Regions from separate parts of the Gossypium hirsutum genome. Here region 2 is linked to region 1. The links are chromatin contacts, called in public Hi-C maps. All regions are on one chromosome and are shown on one strand. The core of a region is the stretch at or near the end of the contact, and the rest is flanking DNA. Distances in the headings are between cores, read along the strand shown.

The links. Hi-C and Micro-C count contacts between places; a contact is called where the count stands out from the background.
Region 2: a Hi-C map of leaf shows a contact between it and region 1, with 1.7 times the contacts expected there. The contact joins the promoter of LOC107899736 here to the enhancer-like site in region 1. A contact is called at or near these places in 3 of 34 Hi-C or Micro-C datasets (fibers, leaf and seedling).

The regions. Positions count from the first base shown.
Region 1 is chrD04:21,016,118-21,020,634 of Gossypium_hirsutum_v2.1, reverse strand. No RefSeq gene overlaps it. Among protein-coding and RNA genes, the nearest start is that of LOC121216565, 7.8 kb to the right of the region's middle. Within about 2 kb of position 2,079, at least 4 of the 9 cell types and tissues checked have an H3K27ac peak or open chromatin away from gene starts, as enhancers often do. A contact at or near this core is called in leaf, where this site is marked.
Region 2 is chrD04:21,333,675-21,338,158 of Gossypium_hirsutum_v2.1, reverse strand. LOC107899736 (cytochrome c oxidase subunit 6b-2) reads left to right here and starts at 2,511. Exons shown (of 5, transcript XM_041091144.1): 1 at 2,511-2,667. The coding sequence starts at 2,656.

The sequences.
Region 1 (4,517 bases), core at 830-3,329:
ACCATTTAAGTACTCTTACTTTAAGGTTCTATAGCTATTTAATACCTTTAGCTTATAGAACTTAACTTTTACATCTTTTGCAATTTAGTCCTTTTTACCAAATTAAGCATGCAAACGATAAAATTTCTTAACAAAATTTTTATATGAACTTGCTAAAATTTCGTAGGTATTAAAATAATAATAAAATAAATATTTTCACATCAGATTTGTGGTCTCAAAACTACAGTTCTGATTTTACTAAAAACGGGCTGTTACATCCATGTATTTTGGGAAAGTTATTAATTTAGTCTCTATGCTTTGGTTTGATAAATTTTAGTCCCTGTACTTTTACATTTGTTAATTTTAGTCATTGTACTTTTTGAATTTTGAAATTATAGTGTTGGGTCAATCAATGACAATTAAATATGTTTTGTTAAATTCAGTTACTAGTCTTGTACTATACGTACAATTATAGATTGATTCCATATTCTCCAATTAGATCATTTTAATTCTCTATACTTTTCAAAATTTCAAATTCTAAATTTTATGCAAGTGATAGTCATTAATCCATTAACTAGTGTTTTAGTGATTAATATGTGGAAATAATAAGCTAACATGACATTACACATAGACTAATATGTTTGTTGCATCAAATTTTGAAGATAGCATAAGTTAATGAATTTAACATATATTATTTGGTGAGGATTCAAATTTTAAATTTTGAAAAATATAAAGACTAAAACTGACCAAATTAAAGTATAAGGATTAAATCCATAATTTTTGTAATGTATAAAACTAACAACAAAATTTATCCTTTATATTTGTGTTTGATTTGATTGTGGAAAAGAATGAAGTAAGAGATTTTTTGGTCTGGAGAATATTTTATCTTTATTTTCTAGCATTAATATCTATTTACAATTTATGTTTAGGGTTTATACATACTTTTCCAAATCTCCGACTAATGTATTTACAAAGGAAGAAATATTAAAGGAAGAAATATTAATAGTAAAAAATAAAACCAAATAAAAAAAAAGAAAAAGACAATAGGGAATTGAACCTAAGAGAGTAAAAAAAGTAGCCCTTCAACCAAAAAGCAACACTTAATCAATCAAGTGTGGAGAAGCAGAAGGAATGCATAGTTAAGGATCAAAAGCCAGATGGGTTGGTCTTGTTTCTGGTAAAAATCCAAGAAGTAGAGGGTCATCTATGGCGGTTCCACTTCAAATTTGTAGCTATAGAGGTTGCCTAGGTATCTTTGTCCCCATCTAACTAACAAAGCTATTCTCTTGAAAGGGTTAATAAGGTACCGAACTCTTTCTCGAATACTTTTTCTCCCGAGTCCTACATCATACCTTGATCTCTATTCACTTGCCGACATCTCACGACTCATGTTGCTACTCCGTACTAGATTATCTAGTGATACGTGTTTACCATTCATTCATCTAACCTAACATTTCATTATTTGAACTAAGTTGCTTTCTGATAAAATCCAGTGCCCTACATGACAACCTGGCATTAATTAGATTATTGAGAAATAAAATCAAGTTTAAGATTTAATTCAATCCATTCATGCAATTATCTAAAACCGTACATGACAGAAAAATAATAAAAAAGAATCTATCTGATAAGTTTGAAATTGATATCACAGTTTCTGTAGTTCTTTCTTTTAACCTCAAGCCGCGACCAATTTTGTAACAAAGCCGAAAATAAAAGAACAGTAGAGATGCATGCATGGTTTCAATGGTTGGAAATATTCAGCATTTATTAGGCGGGAGCTGAGAATTATTTTAGTTGATTATACAACACAGCGTAAATAAAGGGCAGCCACCATTTTCCGAAACAAATGACTGATCTATCAACTTCATGGAGTCAATTATTTAATTTTTGAGATCATGGAGTCAATTATTTAAGTAGTGTAGAGGGGGCCTGATTCTCATGGAATTTGCTTGACTTTTGCTTTATTCACTGTCGCAGTGGCTAATTGCCGTGCATGCATGAAAAACTAGGCACTTAATTTGTAGGTCGCTTTCCAAAGGGTGCGGGGTCGGGTGGGGGGATATGCCATACATGCGAAACAGGCCATCAAACACAGCCGAGCATGGATGCAGATTGATGGGGATTGGATTGAGATGACCGTAGAAATAATGTGTATTTGCATGGCAAAGATAAACACGAGTCCTTTTCCCATATGGGGTCTGATTTAAATGCATCACACGTGTATGAATTGATTGGTACCACTACCTATCAAGATATAAATGGTGGTTTTAACAAGATATTAAATCATTATTTTATGATTTCTCTTAGTAAAAGTATTCGGAAAGCTCTTACATTTCTAAGACAGATTTAATTTTGATTTCTCTACTAAAAAATTTAGTAATTTATCGTTTATATATTTTAAAATGTGTAAATTAACAATTCTGTTAAATAATGAAATAGAATGTTAATTTAAATGGTTAATTGCTAATTTGGTCTATAAACTATAATTAAAATATCATATTAATTTTTTAAAAATTTGCTTAAAATAATTCTAATAAAAATTTAAAATATTAAAACTAAATATAAATTATTAAAAATATGAACAATTATGTAAAAATATTTTTAAAAATAAAAATTCCAAATAAAAATTTCTAAATATTCAAAATATATATATGTAAAAAAATCTAAAAAAATTACAGAAAATGTTAAAATAATTTATGAAGCTGTCGAGTCGAAACTTGAAAATTTTTTACAAGGCTTTCTTTCTTATTTCTCAATTTCTTGAAATATAAAAAAGATTTTTCATGCCTGAGGCCATAAATAAATAAATAAAAACTTGATTGAAGAAGAAAAAAACCAAAAGTTTTGATTACTCAATTTTAAATTTCTCATACTTTTGTTAATTTTCAATTCCATCTTTACCGCCCATGTTTCCAACTAAAAGGCATATAAAAATTTATTTAATGTTTACTTTTTTCTACTTTAATGAATACTCATTTTTGCATCTCCTATGCTTTTTGTATCTCCTAATTGTGTGTACTCACCGCTATAAAATTATGATTACTCATTTTCACATCCCTTTAGCTATTACAAAACATTCACATTTGAAAATCTTACTGTTTAATACCCAAAGAAGCTTTAATATTTAAGTTATTAGGTTTAACAATTTTTGGTTTTGAATTTTTAATACAAATTTTTAGGTTCTGAACAAGTACTCCATGGGTTTTGAAATTTTAAAAGATAATGTTTAAAATTTATGGGAATAAATAAAAGATAAAAAGTGATCTTTTTTTTAAATAAAACCCCAAATTTATCAACACGTCTCCAGAGGTGGATAAGCAAGGAAATGAGCTCATTCTCTTTATCTTCTTCTTTGTTACCAAAAAGAAATGCAAAATTAAAATATTTTGTTTATTGTAAATGTGTTGTTTCTTTGGTTTGGTTGTATATTTGCAGTAAAAATGGTCGGGTTCTGAATGCCACATTAGCCGCCAAAATGACCTAGTACAACTACCGGTGTTTCTAAGAAAATATTTTTAATATGTTTATTTACTTTTGAAGGAAAAAAAACTTAGCGTGTTATCTCCTTTTTAACTAAAAGATACAATTTTCCAAAAACAAAATGATTTTAATGTTTACCTCGTAAAAGTTGTTTACCAAATTATTTACTAATTAAATCTCATTTAAAACTTTGCAACGAAAAAGTGAGTATCGACATGGTTTTGATTTTTAAAAACTTTTGATTTCATTCATCTTTAATTTAATTCCAAAGTTCAATATCTTAAACGAATTAAATGTTATGCATGTCAAAATTAACTCAAAATTTATATTCCACGCCACAATTCAAATAAAATCATATAGTTCTCAACTAACATAAATTATAATATCATGTCTACTATACTTTTAACGAAAATAATTCGAGCTGAGACCTTTGAATGCTGAGCCCATTTCTAACCTTGAAGGTTAACTATGAAGATTCAAATAAAAGGGGTGAGTTTTAAAGAGCTCAGTGTGAGTCTAAACACAAGAAAATTAGTGCAAAACAGAAGACAAGGCGTACAAAATTACAGTTCTTAGAGCAATTACAATCGTATAACAATATAAAGTATAACAGTTTATTTGAGTACGCCCATGAATGTCAATGCAATTCATGTTTAACAGAAAAGCTCCTATCCATACTCCTTTACACACCACAGTAAGAGTTCCCTAGAACTCATCCATCCCTACACACCGCGTTGTGGATAAACCACCAGTAAATGCATATAAACAACCAGTAAAAATAGGGGGCAAATGTAACGCGTAGGTTTGTGCAAGTATGCACAGTCGTTAGCAAGTAATAAGTAAGTAAAAGAGTTATCGTCTCCATAGGGACTGTATATGTTAATCAAATAATTGCAACATTAAAGATTACAAGTTGGTAACAGAACACAATAATTTTTATTGGAGGTGTTACAGTAAATTAATTAAATGCAAATGAATTAATCTAAATGCAATGAATAAAATGAGATAGTTTAGCAACAATTTCACAGGTTAAACAATAATAACATGAATACGCTAGAATA
Region 2 (4,484 bases), core at 1,262-3,761, 320 kb before region 1:
AGTGGGGGAATGTTGGTAATGCAAAATGGCATATCCCACATTGGTTGAGGAAAGGCTTATAAGAGAGTTTAAATATAACCTTACCTCTTACCCTCATTGAGTAATTGGGGATAAAAGCCCGGTGTTCGTATTAACACATGTCTACGACATGTACCGCTCGTGTTTCTTTTTGGATAAATTTTTTGCTGTTTTTCTTTAAAAAATATATTTTTTGTTTTAAAATTTTTTAGTTTCCAAGCTATTACAATTTTGAAAAAGTCAATTTTTGATCGTTGGTTGGCTTAGCCGTTTCTAGCTGTTGGCTTATGGCAGTTTCTAGCTGTTGGACTGGCCCTACAAATTACTAATTTGCCCTTCAAAATGTCCTATAAATTGGTCAGATATTCTCCTCATTACACACAACAATACACAACAACAACCTATCTTTTCTCCCAGAACTCATCTATTTCTTTCTAGTATATTTTCCAATCACTTTTTTCAACTCTATTTTCTGGTTAATTTTCTATTTCTTTGAGAAGAACAACACCAATTTTGTTCCATCTTCTTTATTTGAGTGTATGAATATTGAAGTATTGTGCTAACCTTGGGGGCGACGTCCACTATACGATTACACCGATTAGGGCAAATTTGCTTCTACGATAGTGTTCTTCCATGACATGGTTATTATTTTATTTATTTACACGATTTATTTATCCAGTTAGTGCTAATGATTTTGTTCTGCAGTAATATATTTCCTACATATAGTTTGTTTATTTCGTGCGCAGCTAATTGTAGATATTGAAGACTTGAGGATTGATCCAATCCAAACTATAACTCTTAACTCAACAATATTTGTACAATTCTTTATGTGGCATGTATCCAGGATTCAGTTAGTTTTAAGTATTAAATTGTCGATTTTTTATTTTGGTTATAATGTTTAGTAAATTTATGGTACATGACTTGTATATGATATGTGTATATATATATGTGTGTGTGTGTGTATGTAACATAAGGTTGAAATGTTTAAGTTATTAAACAGGCATATATGTTAAGTAAAATTTGCAATTTGGGGTCTAAGAACCAAATGTGTTAAGAAATTCATAGGTTGAATCAAATGATGCAAGTTTTTTAGGGGGTTGCCTTCAATGTTGCGACACCACCCTATGGAGGTCATGACATTAACCTTCAATGTCGTGACGTCTCTTGTTGAAGTCGTGACATTGAATAATTGAAGTCGCAGTGATGAGCCTCTACCCTAGAAGCCGGGATGTGATTCTTTCATGGTTACGACCCCAACCTGAGAAAGTTTGAAAGTTTTACATTTTAGTCTTCAGTCGACTACGGATTATCGAAAGAGCTTTTGTAAGCTCGTTCTAACCCCAAAATTGATTTTATAACATGACATGATTACATATGGAATATAATAACATGTGTAAATAATTGAATTAAATTGGAATGAAGATTGTAAGATTCTTTAGCAATATTTCAAAAAGTAGTATAAACGTTTATATACATTTTCTTACATGGCTTCCACGTAGATTTATATTACACAAGTAAATAAGTATTTTTTTTATAAAAAAATCCAAATAATCTAATTTATGAAACTCTTATGAGGAATCATGAAATGAATTTCAATTATTGAATCAAAAGAATAAATTAACTAAAGTCCTAAAAGGGATAATGCAACATTTAATCTATGAACTTGCAATTTTTCTCAATTTGGTCCCTAAACTTTTTTTATCCACATTGACTCTTGAACTTGACACCTTTCCTAAATTTTATCTTTATGATGATATGGAATTCTGAGATTATACCATGATATCACCTAAATTTTTATAAAAAACAAGTTTTTGGGGAGTTAATATATATTTTGCCCCCTTAACTTGTCCATTTTTACCTAGATGGTACCTAATTTTTTTAAACCTAGTTGATACTTGAACTTGTATTTCATCAACCATTTTGCTACATCGATGCTAACACTGTTAGTTTGTGCTAACGCGGCACTGATAGTCAATCCGGTAGTGGCACGTTGTAGCCTTTTAGTATCTCATGTGGCAAACATAAAATTAAAAATTAAAAATATTTAAAATATATAAATTAATAAAATATAATTCTTAATTTATGTTTGCCACGTGGCATACTAAGAGGCTATCACCTATCGTTGTCGGACTAGCTGTTAGCAACACTTTAACACATACGAATAGTGTTAGTGCGAATGTAGCAACCTGGTTGATGGATTATAAGCTTAGGTACCAATTAGGTAAAATAAATAAATAGGTACAAACTAGATACAACTGGACAAGTTCACGGGGTAAAGTATATATTAACATTTTTTTAGGTGATAATGTGGCACAATATTAAAGTGCCATGACATCACATGGACCAAAACTAGGAAAAGTTGTCAAGTTTGAGGACTAATATGGAAAAAGTTTTAGGGGCTAAGTTGAGAAAATTGTCATGTTTAAGGACCAAATGTTGGTTTATCCCTTCCAAAAGTTTAAAATAGAGGGATTAAATGTAAAATGTGAGATGAGTGAAGGGACTGATAGCACAATTAGAGCGTAATGGGAGGAACCTGGAAGAGTATTTATTGGCTATTCGGTTCTAATCAATTTTAAAATCCGTCAGGGAAAAATATCAGCAATTCACCGTCTTAGCTCATTCGCCGGATCAGTAATGGCAGACGAGGTAACCTCCCGCTTTCTCTTCATTCCTCCCCGTCCTCGAATAATTTACAAGGTTCAGATATGAAAAAGAAAATCAAAGAAATATCTGTATAGAGATTCAATTTTCGATAGAGATTTCCTCCATTGATCTCAAATTTGTTCATTGTTTTCATCTTTACCTAAGATGGGCCAATTACTTTGGTCTTTTAATGACACCCTCTTTTTACATTTCTAGGTTTTAGTTGTGACTTTTTCATTCCCTGCAGATGCTGAACAAATAGGGGCATACTAAAATTTTGAAAGTCATGTGAATCTGAAAGTTTATTGCTTTAGGGGAAAAAGTGTTTTACATGTGTTACTTGACATAACTTTTAAGCGGAATGTTCTAGAAGTTTAGTACCATACGTTAAGAGTTGTCTCAGTCAGAAGGGGTCAACCATCATTGTTGAGAATTGCATTAGGCTCCGCATCAAATGAAGAATTTGTGCGTAGAATACTGCGTTGGTTCGCATAATATGATAGATTGTTTATCTTTGTAGCCTAGTGAATCTTTTTGTATATTACAAGGCTAAAATAGTAAAGAAAACCTTGAACCATTTTTTCTAAGCCCTTTTGTTGTACCCAAATCAGCTTTTGCCTTCTGATTTATACCCAAAGAAGACTTTATTTCAGATGAAAAATTGATTTATGTGAAGGGCTTACGTGTTACAAATTAACGGTTAAGGTCTTTACAAATTAAAGGTTAAAGGATTACTCTGCAAATTTAATATTTAAACATTTATTTGAGTATAATAAAAGTATAGAGGTTTTACTTTGGTAAACTGGTACATATGTGTTTTGTTTTGTTATTTAGTCAAATTTTCTAGGAATACGCAATTGTAGTTTCACTGTGAGGTTTGTTTTACCTAACAAAAACTTAATCTAAAACTAGGATGTAATTTGAAAGGCAACTTTAATAGTCACTGCTCACATTATACGAATGGTTTCTCTTGTCACCCTTCCTCGCCTTTCTATGAATGATAAGTTATAGAGTAAGTTTATCTTGTCGCAAAGACCAATGCGTTTTCTTCTCTTAATAGCAATTATGAATTATTTTGTTTAAAGTAACTTAAGAAGACACCGAGGGAGATTATATTCTTACTTACATAGAGAGCGAAGCATGTTGACATCAAAGGTCGTACTGTAGGAAGCATTATGTCATTTGATCTATAAATTCAGACATACTTTAAAGACATTTGTAGAAGGTTGTTTGTCTAAGCACAGGAAATATCCAACTTACAATGCAATGTTGTGTGAGAAGGTGGAGAGAAGCTTAGAATAGATCCTAAAGAGCAAGTTCATGGCAAGTAAAGGTGATGAAGTAAGAAGGTGCCTTAGGATGGTGAAAAAGTATGGCTATAGGAATGATTCAGACAGAAAACTACAGAGAAATTCTTGAGAGACCAAAGTTTGTCTAATTATTGAATGATCTAATAATATGTAATCTTTGTAACCTTGATTATATTTCCACCAATAAAAATTACAGAAGAGATTGGGAAGTTATGAAGATGACAACTGTGGCAAAAAACATGGGTTAATGGGTTACAATGAGTTAAAAATTTGTCATGGGAGAATTCTAGGTGATAGATGATATAAAGGTTGATCACATGATATCGCTACATTCAGGAATGCATTACCTATGCGAAGGGAGAAGGAAAATATCGCTAAGGTTAAGGAGGTATCTTAAGGATTTCCATATCCATGACTCCAAAATATACCCGCTAGGACATCTCAAAAGTGGAGTAAACCCACGAGTACTGTGCCCATTTCCGGATTAGCTCCACTGCTCTTTATGTAGTG